Regions from separate parts of the Mus musculus genome. Here region 2 is linked to region 1. The links are chromatin contacts, called in public HiChIP or PLAC-seq maps. All regions are on one chromosome and are shown on one strand. Each heading gives the region's core, a stretch centred on a gene start, on an enhancer-like site or on the middle of the called end of the contact. The rest is flanking DNA. Distances are from core to core; before and after follow the strand shown. Region 1 has its middle 17 kb from the start of Gm45999. Region 2 overlaps Sox6 (SRY (sex determining region Y)-box 6).

Region 1 (6,516 bases), core at 2,338-4,837:
GAGTAGATGCATCTGCTTCCATATAGTCTAAGGCTAGACATGAGTAGATGCATCTGCTTCCATATAGTCTTAGGCCGAACATGGCAGAGGAGTCTGATTCTGTTTCCTGGCACATCTTCTCTAAGCCTAGGGTCGCTCTTGTAGAGGAAACTCAATAGATCTGTGTGGAGCAGAACCTATTTGCACAGCACAAGCCAGGAAAGTAAGAACCAAGCCTAGAGAACATTGATGATGAGATAGTCATGGGCACACTAGACAAAGGATAATCAAAGTCTCATCACCCCCAGCAAGAGCATCAGACTTAAGAAAACCCCAGGGGTATCATAGCCAATAAACTCCTGTAGAACCAGGAATTATAATACCAAAAAAATATTGCCTAGCACCTTAAAATTTGATTAAGATCTTGATTTTACTTCAGAAAAATTCAACAATTAAGGAGGGTCTCCCAAGTACTGGTACTGCTTAAGGGTAACTGTGGCAATAGAAATTGTGTTTAACTTGCCCTCAGCAAACCAGTATGAAATGAGTGAGATAGTAAATCATCAAAAGAATGCAACCAATCAACTGATACAGGGAACTTGCTTATGTCAGGCACTGGACAACTGGTACCTAACACATGTTAACTCAACTCATCCTTATAGGAACTGTTTGATATGGGTACAGGTATGAGCCTTGGGTAATTTATCCAGAGTAAACAAACAATAGACTCTGAGTTCAAAGTCCTGTCCTGTCATATGGCCCCTGGCTCTATACTCTTTACCATCATAACTGTTCCCATAGTCAACAGCAGTGAGAGCCTAGAAAGTTCTGGTGGAGGTAGGGGGGGTAAAGGAAGGCTCTAAGCATTTAGCCCAGTCAGATCATAGCACTAGATCTGCCAGTCTTAAAGCATGGTGTCCTTCTCAGTGGTGGCATTGTGAAGAATCGAGGCAGTGGCAGACTCACAGGTCTCTCAGGGCCCAGACCTAACTTCCCATTGATGCTGTTCTGTTGTCTTTGCAGAAATAGCTTTTAGACACTCATATTACCTTGAAAGAACGTAGAAAGCAACAGCCTTGCTGAGGGAATGTTTGTCAAACTGATGAGTTTAAGCAGGATGCTCTTGGTCTAAAGACCCAGTAAGGAAACGTGGAAGGTTACTTGATTTTCTTTATGTTTGCAATCAAAGCATTTTAACACACTCATAGACAAATGTGCAAATTGGGAGGGGCTTATATGACTGGCAAGCAAAACGAAACAGAACAGAACAAAGTCTATTCTTCCACAGTCCCAGAAGCAAGAATAATCTTCTCACTGTTAGTGATTGGCCAATCACCTGCTCTGAAGGCCCCCAACTACTTATTGAAGCAAAACACCACATTTTTTATTTCCAGAGAAGTAAGGTCTCAGACTTGGACTCAAGGCACTTTCCTCACACTACTGCCTTGGTTCGTGCCAGGAAATGGCTGAGCTGAGCTGACCTTCTAGCTGCTGAATAGGTCAGGGGCTCTCCATCTAGTATCACCGAGGGAAAAGACATGAGTGGGCCAGTGGCAGAGCGACAGGGAAACTTTAACACAGGTATGCTCATGGACACTCAGTGCAATCAGATGGCAGTCCATGATCCTTGCATCCAACAGGTCATTTACTTTGGCTGATGTAATTAGCAACACCCCCATTTGGAAAAGTGAGCACTGAGTACTATATTCAGGAAAGGAGAGGAGACCAAAGGGTAGCTCACATGTGGTGGCCCCAGAGCCATCACATTTCACAGAGTACCCACCCTAGCAGCAGGATCCTCAAGTCACCAAATTACATTTAGGCTTGGAGACCCTTTGGGGGGCCCCAACAATCCTTCTTTATGTGCTTTGCTACCCCTAAACTTGATGTCCTCAAGTGAAGTGAGACTTGTAACAGTTTCCTTACATATCCTCAATCATAGCCCCAATGCTCCTTTCCGTAGGAAATGAAGAGGCTCAGAAGAGACCGGCCTGAGGGATACAGGGAAGTCAGTTCCTTCTGAGGAGGGCAGTAGAGCCGAGCTTCTCAACCCACTGATAAAGGGGTGGAGAGACTTGGGAGACATCGAGATTGTGTTTTTCTGAATCATTTCTCATTTTTTTATTTAGGCTTCACACTTTTCCTGGGGCCTCTGGGAACCTTTCCAACCCTGTATCTGTGATTGACTGCGGGTTCCCGAAGTAAGTGATCTGTCAGTCCTGGGCCCCGGGAAGGGGCAGAGGAGGCCCTGGCTGGGCTGTACTTGGCTCGGCCCCCTGACATTGTACACGCTAATGCAATGTGAAGTAGCAAGTCTAAATAGCCTGTCCAACTTTTTTGATGTCCCTGAACTCACAGATGGGATTCATTTCCATGCTGTTCACAAAATGTAAACGATACAAGGACATTAAAGAGTATTAAATGACTTGATGACATTTTGGTCACATTAATGAAAAGTGGCATTTTTTAAACTACCAAAAAGAAAAAGTTCTGTGGGTGGGTGGAGAAGGGGGAAATGATGAGAAGAGACCCCAGAAGGGTGTGGTATGGAGAAAAATAGGAGAGGGAATTGAGTGCACCCAAAATGTAGAAGAAATGTTGGCAGCCTTGGCTCCTGTCACCCCTGCAGGGGCTTCAGTTAGTGACATAAGAACTTCAGTGACAAGGATGAGTGTGCAGAAAACACACAGAGAGAGAGACAGAGACAGAGACAGAGAGACAGAGTCAGAGAAACAGAGGCAGAGAGAGAGAGAGAGACAGAAACAGACAGAGACAGAGAGAGACACAGAGAGGAGTAAGCTAGTTTCACAAAAGCTGTGTTCCATTCCAGTCTGCTTACTTTGGTCAAAACAACTTCATGTCCATGAAGAGGACATGAGAGATGTGACTTGTTTCCTCCAGGAAGCTAACTTGTGAGCACTTGCCTTGCCTAGAGTGTCTCTTCTCTAGACTGCCAAATAACCCTCACTGAAGCCCACAGCCCTTTGCCATTTAGCTGTAAGGTAAGTTATCAGGATTCTCTCCAGGTTACAGGCTTCTGAAGAAATTAAGTCAGGATTAGGAGCATAGATCTGGTTATTATTGATCACGTGATCTGGAGCAGAGATCATTGTTCTCTCTGGGGGTCAACAATGCCACCTGTAAAATGGGTTAAGGAGAAAACTCGGGGCCAGATTGAGGGAGCAACAGAAGTCATTAAGCCTTATGCCTGGTTCTCAACATCTGTTACAGATTACCCTCAGCCTTGTGCCCAGCACCCCAAGAACTTGGCACACAGAGGGCACTCAATAAATGCTTCTTAAGAGGTAGTATCTCAACAGACTCACTTAGGAGGGAAAAAAAATCAACTCCCAAGGGAACTAAGGAGTGGGACTTGGAGCCACAGAGAATAAAAGTATGTGGCAGAGACATAACATATTGTGTCCTATATACCTCACTTGAAAATAAACCTTTTAAATGTTAATATTGGAACCTGTCTCTTAGGAGTGTTGGGGAGGTGTCTTATTCATTCCTCCGACCAACCAACTATGGCTGACAAGTAGGGGTGAGCAGGCCCCACTCCTTGCCCTCTCTAGCCTTGGCAGGACTTTCTCCCTCCAGCCCTGGTGGTTACATTAATTGCTAATGACAATGGCAACCTTCACTCTGTGTGGTTTCCTGCCCAGATTCTGGATCCTTTACAAGGCTCCCTTTTCTTTTCTTTTCTTCCCCACCTCCCCACCCCCCAGATAGGAAATGCAATCTGAGACGTGTAAAGAAAAAAAAGAAGAAGAAGAAGAAAAAGAAAGAAAGAAAAAAAAAAACAACAGTGTGCTTATTGTCACAGTCTCCACTCCTCCTGGGTTCCCAGGCGACAGGGCTGTGTGTGCTCTGGGGTGCCTGCCCACCACAGGGAAGAATAAACCCAGACTCAAATCATAGGAAATTCGTAAACTGTGTTTCTCAGAGCTGTGTCTCTCAAGGTCTGTTTCTCTGCCATACGATCTCTATAAACCACATTGCTGCCAGCCAGGGCATGGGCCAAGAGGCGCCGGGAGCTCGGAGATAATGAATGCCAAATGCATGTGACAATAGTCTGATCCTCCAGAGAGCAGGACGGAAATGTTGTGTTTTTATATATGCATAGTGACTTATACACCTATGTGTGTGTATAGGCCTTGCATGTTCACACTCCCACACATGCGTGTGCATACCTACACATAGGTCCACCACACAATACCTCTTCATGGACTAAGTCCCCATTGCCAAACTCAGGTTAACTAACCTCCCAATTGCTCCATTAAATTATGAAGACAAAATAGCGATATGGATCCAGAGAACAAAGTAAAAGAGGAAGAAAATAATCAGACCCCATTTCCGCTGGAGATACTTGACATGGAAAAATTACTGACTGGGCTTGAAAAATCAAAATGTCTTGTGCCCAAGGACTGCCACAAGACCCAGCAGATACAAGGGGCCCACAACTGAAAAAAAAAAAAAAAAAAAAAAAGAGGTGAGGACAGATTCCTTGGCACCAAGCGTGAACTGGGAGAGATTGCCCATGCAATGAATCACCAGAGATCTTCCCAAAAACAGTTTGGCTCCTCCCAAGTCTGACCAAGCCTTTCAGTGCCTAACCAGTCACCAGTTGGCTGGGGATGGAGGGGAGGGGAGGATGAAGAGGATCTCCTCGCAGAAAACTAGCAAGCAAACCAGAAGAAGGCAAAAAGGTAATTAATGTTATAGCCTTTTAGATTCTAAAAAATACTGCGCTTAAAACCGCAAGTCAACGGAGCGGGCTGTCGGCGACCGATAAATGCCTCTACATTCACAGGCATCAGCAGTCTTCCCGTTACAAAAAAAAAAAAAAAAGTAATAATACATACATATTAATGGATTACATTTTGTCCTTTGGGGAACATAATTTTTAAAAGGGCCAAGGCAGCAGTAATAGTTCCTTTAAAAATTCTAAATGCCGTAATTGTTTTCTCTGAATTATGGTGCTAGGATTTAATTAGTGATGAATGTTCGGTGTGGGGTTTGGACATTTTTGATGAATTCAGCCAAACAGAAAAGTACTCTTGTCCTCGTGGTCCACTGTATAGAAGCAGTGTGTCCGAATTGGGTTTTTACTTTCTCCAGCCTGGTCTGAGTTAGAAAGGAGGTTCTTTATCCAGAGTTCAAGGACAAACACCAAATCTAGCCATTGAGATCCTGCAACTCAGCACACACTTTGAGGTCTTTTGGTTATGAGAAAGAAAAATAACAGGCAAACGGTAGAAACGCTCATATCTTTAGCAAGAAGTTGCCCAAATCTTTGGTCCAAGCCCTGGGTTTAAAGGACTGGGAGTTAGGGTTAAAGATATGGCCAGGGTAGGGATTTTTTTTTTCATTCATCTCACTAACAGGAACTAAGCAAGGTCTACTGGGCCCAGATTCTAAGTTGGACACCGCTCTCAGGGCCCTGGCAATAGAGTTCTTGCCTAGGGGTAAACACAATTGCTTTGTTCTGCTCTAAACCGCTTCTGTACAAAAGCAACTGGAGAGATGCCCAGAGTAGCACAATCCACAGGGGAAGAATCCTGGTGGCCCACACAGCAGGGCCCCTGGGGCCCAACTTGCTCCCCTGTCCACCTTTAGGACTTCTTTCATTTGAGACCTGGAAGCTGTCCTGGGTTCCCTGGATCCCCTATTAACATGCAAATATTCCTGGGAAAGGTTACACCTTGAGGCCCCATCAGCTAACCTCCAGCTCACTAGTTTCTTCTTAGCAAGGATTAGCAGAAATAGAACACCAAAAGGGCTCCAGGCACAGCCTGCCAGAAGTTAGGGTTCCTGTGGAAGGGAGCTAGAAGAACTCTTTCTCATGCTAAGATTTTTTTCTGGACAGCCAATTTTTTTAAAATTTGGCGACAACAGGTTGATGTTTTCATTCCAACCCAGGTTGATATTTCTAAACTGTAAAATAAAACAAAGTCCAGTTCTAGTAATTTTAAAGCTGTCCACTTGAATTCATTCACAAATCAAGGATCATCCTGAACGCCAGGTCTTCTGATAAGAGCACAAGAATGCAGTCTTTGCATAGTCCCTGGTCACATTGCAAGTATCACCTGCTCTAGGCAATGCTAATCCCCTAATGACAGTGAAGCTGTCAGAGACTGAGGGTCAGTTAAAACTGCAGGCCTAGGTAGGTAGGTAGAAGGTAGATATGTAGATAAGTATGTAGTAGGTAGATGGGTGGGTAGGTAGGAGGTAGGTAGTAAAAATGTCAGGCCTAGGTAGGTAATAAGCCAAAATAGAATACCTAGGTGGTCAGAGGAAGTGTTGTTTTGCTCTATCTAATGTTCTCTTTATTTTCTTTCATCTTTTCCTTCCTCTATTTCATTACTTTATTTGCACCTCCTCTCAACACCACAGCAATTTCTTATTCCCACACTCATCTACCCTACTCTTCTCTGGAGATCTGTTGAAGCCTATTGGTCCAGCTGCCAGGGGACTCCCTCATTCCTCTCAGTGAAAGTCTTAAGACGCTGTTCTGGAAACAGTGATGTCTGAGAG
Region 2 (7,488 bases), core at 2,649-5,148, 350 kb after region 1:
AAAGTTCACCTGAAAAAGAGAAGTAGCCCAGCATGTGGGTAGAACCATTCCATGGGCTAAGAACCTGGCCAAATAAAGTTAGAGAGAGACCCGATCAGCTGTTCAGATACCCAGTCCTCCACACCTCCTGACCTCCAGATAGAAGGATGTATCTGAAACCATGCCCTCTCCTCTTGATAGGCTATACCCTCACACTGGATCCAAAAGAAACCATTCTTTCTTTGCCAGGCACTTGTCCTCAGCAATGAGAAAAGTAATAAATATATTACACATTGTAGGATTTCTGCAATCGGTATAATTAAAATGTATAGTATCAGGGCAAACTCGAGAAAAGAAAATAGAAGAATGCTTGTGGTTCCTGCAATAGTGTGTGAATAGTTTGACAACTGGCCAATGTGTAAGAGGAAAAGAAAAACCCACAATTAAAAGTCAGAGGCTTCAAACTTCATTTCTCACAATTTTATAGTAGGAGCTCTTCACAGTCTTTCTTCCTACATTTCTATATGTATGTGTGCCAGGAACAGGGCCTGTGTGTCCCCTGGCCTGTGGAGGTGAGAAGTGGGTGTCAACTTGCAGACCAGTTCTCGCCTTGCATCATGTGGGTACCAGGGACTGAGCTTTAATCTTCCGGCTTGGCAGTGAGGACCTTTGCTCACAGGGCTGTCTCCTGGGCCCTTGGCATGGTCTTTAGAGGTATTTCATATTTGTTTTTAAATAATCTATCCTGTCTTTCTTGCTCTATCATACCATCATACCTTTTACCAACAAGTTTTTCTTTACCAAAAAAAAAAAAAAAGTTAGATATGCATACGGCGTTACATTCTCCCAATACAAAGGGGATGGATTATGATTAACAAAGCTATGTGCATGCTCCAGTGCGTCCACATCCAGTGCTCAACACCCAGAAGTGTAAAGTCAGTACAAATTGGAGTCAATATGTTCTTTTTTTAGAAGAAAGGAAAACGGACAGGAAGTTAGGGGGCAGAGAAGGAAGGTTTACTAGGAGAGGAAAGAGAAAAGAGTTAGAGGTAAATGTGACCAAAACATGTAGGGCTCTCTCAAAGAATTAATATAAATATTTAAGAAATACTAGGCCACACATTTTGCTACTGCATTTACTAATTAAAAAAACCAATGGCTTGTTTTGTTTTGTTTTTATCTCACCAAGAGCACACAAATAAGCAGAATAAAATAACTAAACATACATAACATGTCAAAAGTCATGAGTCAGTAAAATGTTAAGCTCTACCACTGCTCATCACACATCTGGAATGCAATCAAGTGAACTTTGGTGGCCTTTCCATCTTCAGCCCAAACTAAAGCATACAAGCAAGCCAGTGGGGGACTGAGAGAAGGCCAACAAGCCCTTTTGGCTTCTAAACATGGCCATTCCAGGTCTACACAGTAAATGTGGAGAGGGGTCCCAAGAATGTCCACCTCAAGGAATGGTGGACCCTGATCTGTGCATGCTGGGGCATACAGGACTGGGCCGTTACTGCTCTGCCAGTGATGACGCTGACAGCCTTTCCGCCATTGCTTGGGGTCACTCAGCTGTCCCCATAGGTACATGACTCCAGTACCCTTTCCTGCTCCTCTGAATGCATCTCCTTTCTTCTGACTTTGCTTCCCTTTCTTTGACTGCCTGAATTAAGAGCAATTAATTCTCCTTTCGTAGGGCTTAGGGCCACTGTCCACCAACAGGCTAATGAGAAGAGAGGGGAGCAGAATTGGGAGAGCAGTAACAGAGCACACACAAGCACAGCGGAGAAAGTAGCAGGAAAGCCAGCTAGCTGTCAAAAACACCTCCAAATTGTTCATAATGGTTTTAAAGCTAAAGGGAAATCTTTGATCGAATATCTTATCTGGTGGTTGAAATAAAATAGTTATTTAGAATTTAGCAACCTCCAGTTCACTTTCTTTTCTATTAGCATAACAGAAAGACATTGGGTTCACAAACGTTCCACACTATGACCAGTATTCACATGTCTTTCTGTCTTACCCACTGACTATCATTCCATACTAATCTTCTACTTTTGTAATCACATACAAATCGTATATGCCTAGTATTAATGTCAGTTCCTAAGTGGCAGCTCTGACTCTTCTATTTTCAAACTTTTTCATGTTGAATTTTTACTTCAAACAATACATATGGTTTTTTTATTTGTTTTTTTTTTTTGTTGTTGTTGTTGTTGTTTTTTGAGACAGGGTTTCTCTGTATAACCCTGGCTGGCCTTGAACTCAGAAATCCACCTGCCTCTGCCTCCCAAGTGCTGGGATTAAAGGCATGCGCCACCACTGCCTGGCTTAGTAAATTATACTTATTTTTCTTATCAAAATAAACTAAAGCAAATATGTTTAATTCTGATTGGTATGAAAACAATTGACTATTTCCCTTTGTAGTTTTTTAACTTGTTAAAAATAAATTAAAAATTTAAGATTTAAAGGGCTACAATTCCTCATGTTGCCCCAACCTAAAGCTAATCCCTAGAAAGCTAACACAAAGCCCACAGCTATGCTTTTGTCCTCAAGTATTTTTACACAGTTAACCCTAGATCATAGCTGAGTCTCTGCTGAGTTACCTCTTGCCTATAGCGCATGCATGAGGCTTCCAGCTCCTAGAAACAAATGAGCACCTGGCCTAGGAGAGCACAATGGTGTATGCATGATCTGGGCTGAGGATTGCAGGCTAAGGCTTACTCTTTAAAATCTCCCCATTATTTTATGAGAAAGAGGAAATAAATGCTAAAATAAATATAGAATGGCAAAATCTTGAAATGTTTAGAACCTAAGTAAAGATACATATGAGTTTATTATAACATTTTCTATTTTTGCATGATCAAGATTACCTTATAACACACTTTCTTAAATCCTCTTTTATATGTTACCCAAACTATGGATTCTTTGCAATATACAAGCTCATCTCAGAACAAAATTACCACTTCCTTTAAGGAGTTAATGAACCAATTGGTCATTAACATCTTGTTATGAGTTATTTCAATCAAATGTTTAATCAAATCTCTTTCTCCTCCTATCACCTCGGATCACTTACACAAAGTGTCAGTCCAACAAGTGGAGAGGAAGCAAGAGTGACCATAGTGAGGGGGTGTTAAAGCCCACCCAGCCAGAGATAGGAAAGAGTTCGAGACAGGTAGTAACTACAAAGAACCCAGAAATGGCTTCTGTCTTCTTTAAAAAACAGCCTACTCTTTAAATCTTGCTTCATGTACTGTCTAAACTTGGCTCAGAATAGAGTCAGAATCATCATTGATCTTGTCCTTCAAACTGTGATAAATACAAAGGGATTCATGCTGTACTTCACAAATCTTGGACTCTGAAATTTTTCTTTCTACTCATCGTGTAAACAATTATTTACAGCTGTTAAATCCTTACATGATCACATTTGACTACACCTGATATGCGTTATGCTATAGAGAAGTCCAGAAACTTTCTGGATGATAGAGTTCTAATGTGTGAAAGAAACATTTGAACCTGGTCCGAGTCAGGCCCTCGCTAAGGTTAATCAAGTGTGTTCCTGCTATTTTCTATAAATGTACCAAAATTCTTTGTGAAAATATACTAAAATATGACTGCTCATATTTTTTAAAGGTATGTAATACCTGCTTCAGCAAAGCTCGAGAGTTAGAAAGCAAATGAAATCAAAGGACTAAACCTGGGATCTCTTTCCTGTAAGACACTTTTAGCCCGTTCATAACCCTTTTCCTTCTCCACCGCCTCTACTGGAAAAGCTGGACAAACAAGCCATTTGCTTTTGTCTCCTTCGCAGCTGCGGTAATCGGCCATATAACCTAATTCTAGACGAGACATGGGAAGACATCTGCAATGGGACTATTGAACAGTCTCCCTTGTTTTGAGTCACTCTACCCTCCCCCTGCAAAGAAAGGGAACATGTGGACTCATTCATCTATGCACTACTTTCTGTCCCCACTCCCAGACTATGGGCCTACTGTGGCTAAGGGAAAGCTGTAAGATTTGTAGGTATGCAGGACCATGTCCCTAAATTCTAGCCTCCTGCACTAACACCAGCATCTCACCTCTCCAGAATGCTTGTTATGCAAAAGAGCTAAATACCCATTTGTTTTTAACGGTTTATTTGTTCTTATGCTCTTATTCATCCAGCAGGTCCTCCCTCTGACTCCCCTCAGCCTGCCTCTTGCCTGCCTCCTGTATTGCTGCTGTTACTGATACTCTGAGCTACAGTGTGCTGGAAATTTTATACAGCTTGCTTTCTCTGTTTTGGTTATTCATGCTTGTAGTCTAACACATTCCCAAAACACAAGTTTTATCACTTAATTGTGCCATGTGAAGTATGGCTAAGCCACAGTTTCCTCAAGTGCTGCACAAATTAAATGAAGGTACATTCAAGAAACACTAAACCTCTTATACACCATAACTGCATGGTAAAAAGGTTTTATCTAAGAGATAAACAGTTGTTATATCTGTCATCACACATGCTCCAGGAGGAAACAGAAGTAAATACTATGGTCACCAGACACCCATGCCCTAGGGCTGAGCACCTAAGGTCTGGGAGGACTATGTACTAGAACTGAATTATGTCCCCAAACTGTACACATTGAAGCCCTGACAACCAGATTCATGGAACTCAGAGCATATTCCAGGAGTAGTCACGTGAAAATGAGATCCTAAAGACAGGGCTCTCAAAATGGGATGAGTGTTGTAAAAGAAGAGACGCCCGTGAGCTTTCTTCTCCCCTCACTCCTATGCCTCTCACCCTTTGCTATGTGAAGATCCAGGAGAATATGAACACCTGCCAGCAGGAAAAGCCCTCACTAGGAATCTTGGACTTCTTAGACTCTGGAACTACAAGAAACCCATTTCGATTGTTCAAGCCATCCGGTCTATGGTATTTTGTGATAGAAAGCAACCCAAATTGACTGAGAAACTAGGTGACTAAGCTCCTCTTAGAAATACTCAGACATGCTTATTGTGACCTAAGCCTTTAATCCCAGTGCTCAGAAGACAGAGACAGGTAGATCTCTGTGAGTTTGAGGCCAGCTTGGTCTAGAGGATGAGTTCCAAGACATCCAGAGCTATGTAGTGAGACCCTGTCTAGAAAACAAAAACAAAAAGAAAAAAAAAGGCATAAATAAGCAGAGAAGTTACAAAGTGGGGGAAAGCACATGGCTTAAGTACTTCTCCCACAAGTACTTAATAAAAGATAAGTCTTCTTTGTAGACTATCTACCTTCCAAACACCCCCAACCTGTGACTGCTTCAAAGGATCCAACACTGGCTGGATCAGGTGTGGGGGAAAAGAAGCCAGGGCACTTCTTTTCCTGTCCTTCCAGCTGGGAGAGGGGCTGAAAACTCCCTCAGCAGTCAGGTTTTCCTGCACTTCCCAGTACAGCTTACTACAGAGCACAGAGTGGTTCACACTGGGTTTTCGAGGACTACATGTGCTTTGGAATATCCAGTTCTGCTAATTTTTAACTTTGTGGTCTTGATTAGGGCACACACAGAGATCATGCTTGCTAAAATCACATTAAACAGTGTATCTGGCATTATGAACTTATCTGATAAGTATCACAAAAACAACAAAGTATCAGTGAAAGAATTAATTACAGGTGGTCCAGAAAATTTCCCAAATCCAATTAAACATTTAGGCACCTAACCTTAGGCACTAACCAGGACAGATATCTCTGTGCCTTCTACTGCTTATGCTAGATTGTTTCCAAAATGCCAGAGGATTGGAAAATAATGTTTTAAGAAAGAAAATGTGCAGTTTATTCCAAGTACTTTTCATTTAAATAAAATATCCCAAATGGGATCTAATTATTACCTACCAGAAAGCTTTCAAGTTACAAACAAATATGTTTCGAATTCACAACAAGATATAATTGCCTAATGAGTGTATCCTATAAACACTAATAATTATGACCTACGGTACAACTCAAAATAATACAATCTACTTTCCCCCACAACTGCACACCCCATCTGATCAAAACTATATGCTAGAAGCTATTACTCAGAGCTTGGAGCTCAGATGCCAAGCTTTGCAGCAGGCCTTAACTCGCACCTGCAAAGGGATTGTTGAATGTTCCTCTTCCAGGTAAAGACAAAATCAAACAAGGAGATCTGAGGATCTGAGGCCTCGGAGTTTCAATGTTGGAGAGGTTGGAGAGGAAAACAAAGGAGATGAAAAGAGGGGGGACAGGAAGAGGGAGAGACATGAGGGAAAGGAAGAGGGGGAGAAACATTGAAGAAGGAGGTGAGAGAAGAAGAGACAGGCTAGAAAATAAAAATAATAGTCATCCATTGGAGCCTGGATAAACATAAGAATGACAAACAACTTTATCAAGACCTAAATGATAACATTTTAACAGATGAACAACCGTGCCTAAAATACAGGTTTAGAATTAACAGGAAAGGGAAAATCAGAGACCTCCAAAGATGGAAACCTAGACAGAAAAGTCCTAGTGATCTAAGGTTGCACACTGCTGCACTTAGGCATAGGACCAAGTGTGAATGGTGAGTGATTAGTGAGTAGCAGGAGGGAAAGAAGGCAGCTCCCAGCTAAAGCCAAGCTTACAGAACTTCTCACCCATTTGCTCTATGGATGATGCAATGTAGGATTCTGGAATCAGATTGCTACAGTTGCGACATGCCCCTCCTTTCATTGTGGAAGAATTAATTTCAGTTACAATGGAAGGTCACTCCTGCAATACTAGAGATGGCACACCTTAATCCACACAAAGAGACTTGGAGAAAAACAAGTTCAAAGGACAAAAGCTGGCTACTGCAAAGCTGAAATATTTAAATTCTTAAGAATTTTCTTTGAGATTGCATCAGATCTATACAATCCTAACTAGCTTCTCTGAAGTAAGATAATGCAATCCGTTTTAGGAAATTTGGGATAAATGAATTATCCCTCTTTCTTTTTTTTTCCCTGACCTTTGGAAATTTCAGTGTTTAAGCCTTAGTTGTAGTCTGACTTTGTGAAGATTTTAACTATTGTGCTACCTTCTCTTACATGGTAAAGCACTTACTGAAATTTCATCATTTTTATGTTGCTTTTTAATTTTCTTAACAGAGATTCCTTCTTAGCTTCAAGAATATTGTGTTTTGAGCTTCTCAGAGAATCAAACTGAAACTTAACTTTTTCAAAATAAGCAACAAATTTAACCACTTAATTTAAGTATTTTTTAAAAACTCCACCTCAACTTAATTTAATATTTTTATTTGACTTAATTTTGGGAAACCTGTCAACTTTTTGTCAATATATGGGGAAAATAACAGCTAGTTTAATCAAGACATTTTAAATAGTATAGTCTTATCATTGAGTAGTAAAATTCTATACCAATAAGTATATTAACTCTAGAAAAATCTACACTGTAAACTAGAGTCTGATCTGACTTAAATCAGATTAGATAAGAATGACCCAGAAAGCCAGCCTCCCCACATCATTTGATCACAGTAACTTCAATGAAATACAAACAGCAGAACTTATTAA

Evidence for each region. HiChIP or PLAC-seq counts read pairs in DNA pulled down with a chosen protein or histone mark.
Region 2: an H3K27ac HiChIP or PLAC-seq map of stem cell-derived neural progenitor cells shows a contact between it and region 1, with 2.5 times the contacts expected there. The contact joins two enhancer-like sites.

Annotation. Positions count from the first base shown.
Region 1 is chr7:115,377,559-115,384,074 of GRCm38.p6, forward strand. No RefSeq gene overlaps it. Among named protein-coding and RNA genes, the nearest start is that of Gm45999, 17 kb to the right of the region's middle. Within about 2 kb of position 3,588, at least 23 of the 459 cell types and tissues checked have an H3K27ac peak or open chromatin away from gene starts, as enhancers often do. A contact at or near this core is called in stem cell-derived neural progenitor cells, where this site is marked.
Region 2 is chr7:115,726,388-115,733,875 of GRCm38.p6, forward strand. The region is part of intron 4 of Sox6 (SRY (sex determining region Y)-box 6); the gene reads right to left. Among named protein-coding and RNA genes, the nearest start is that of Gm51455, 230 kb to the left of the region's middle. Within about 2 kb of position 3,899, at least 12 of the 459 cell types and tissues checked have an H3K27ac peak or open chromatin away from gene starts, as enhancers often do. A contact at or near this core is called in stem cell-derived neural progenitor cells, where this site is marked.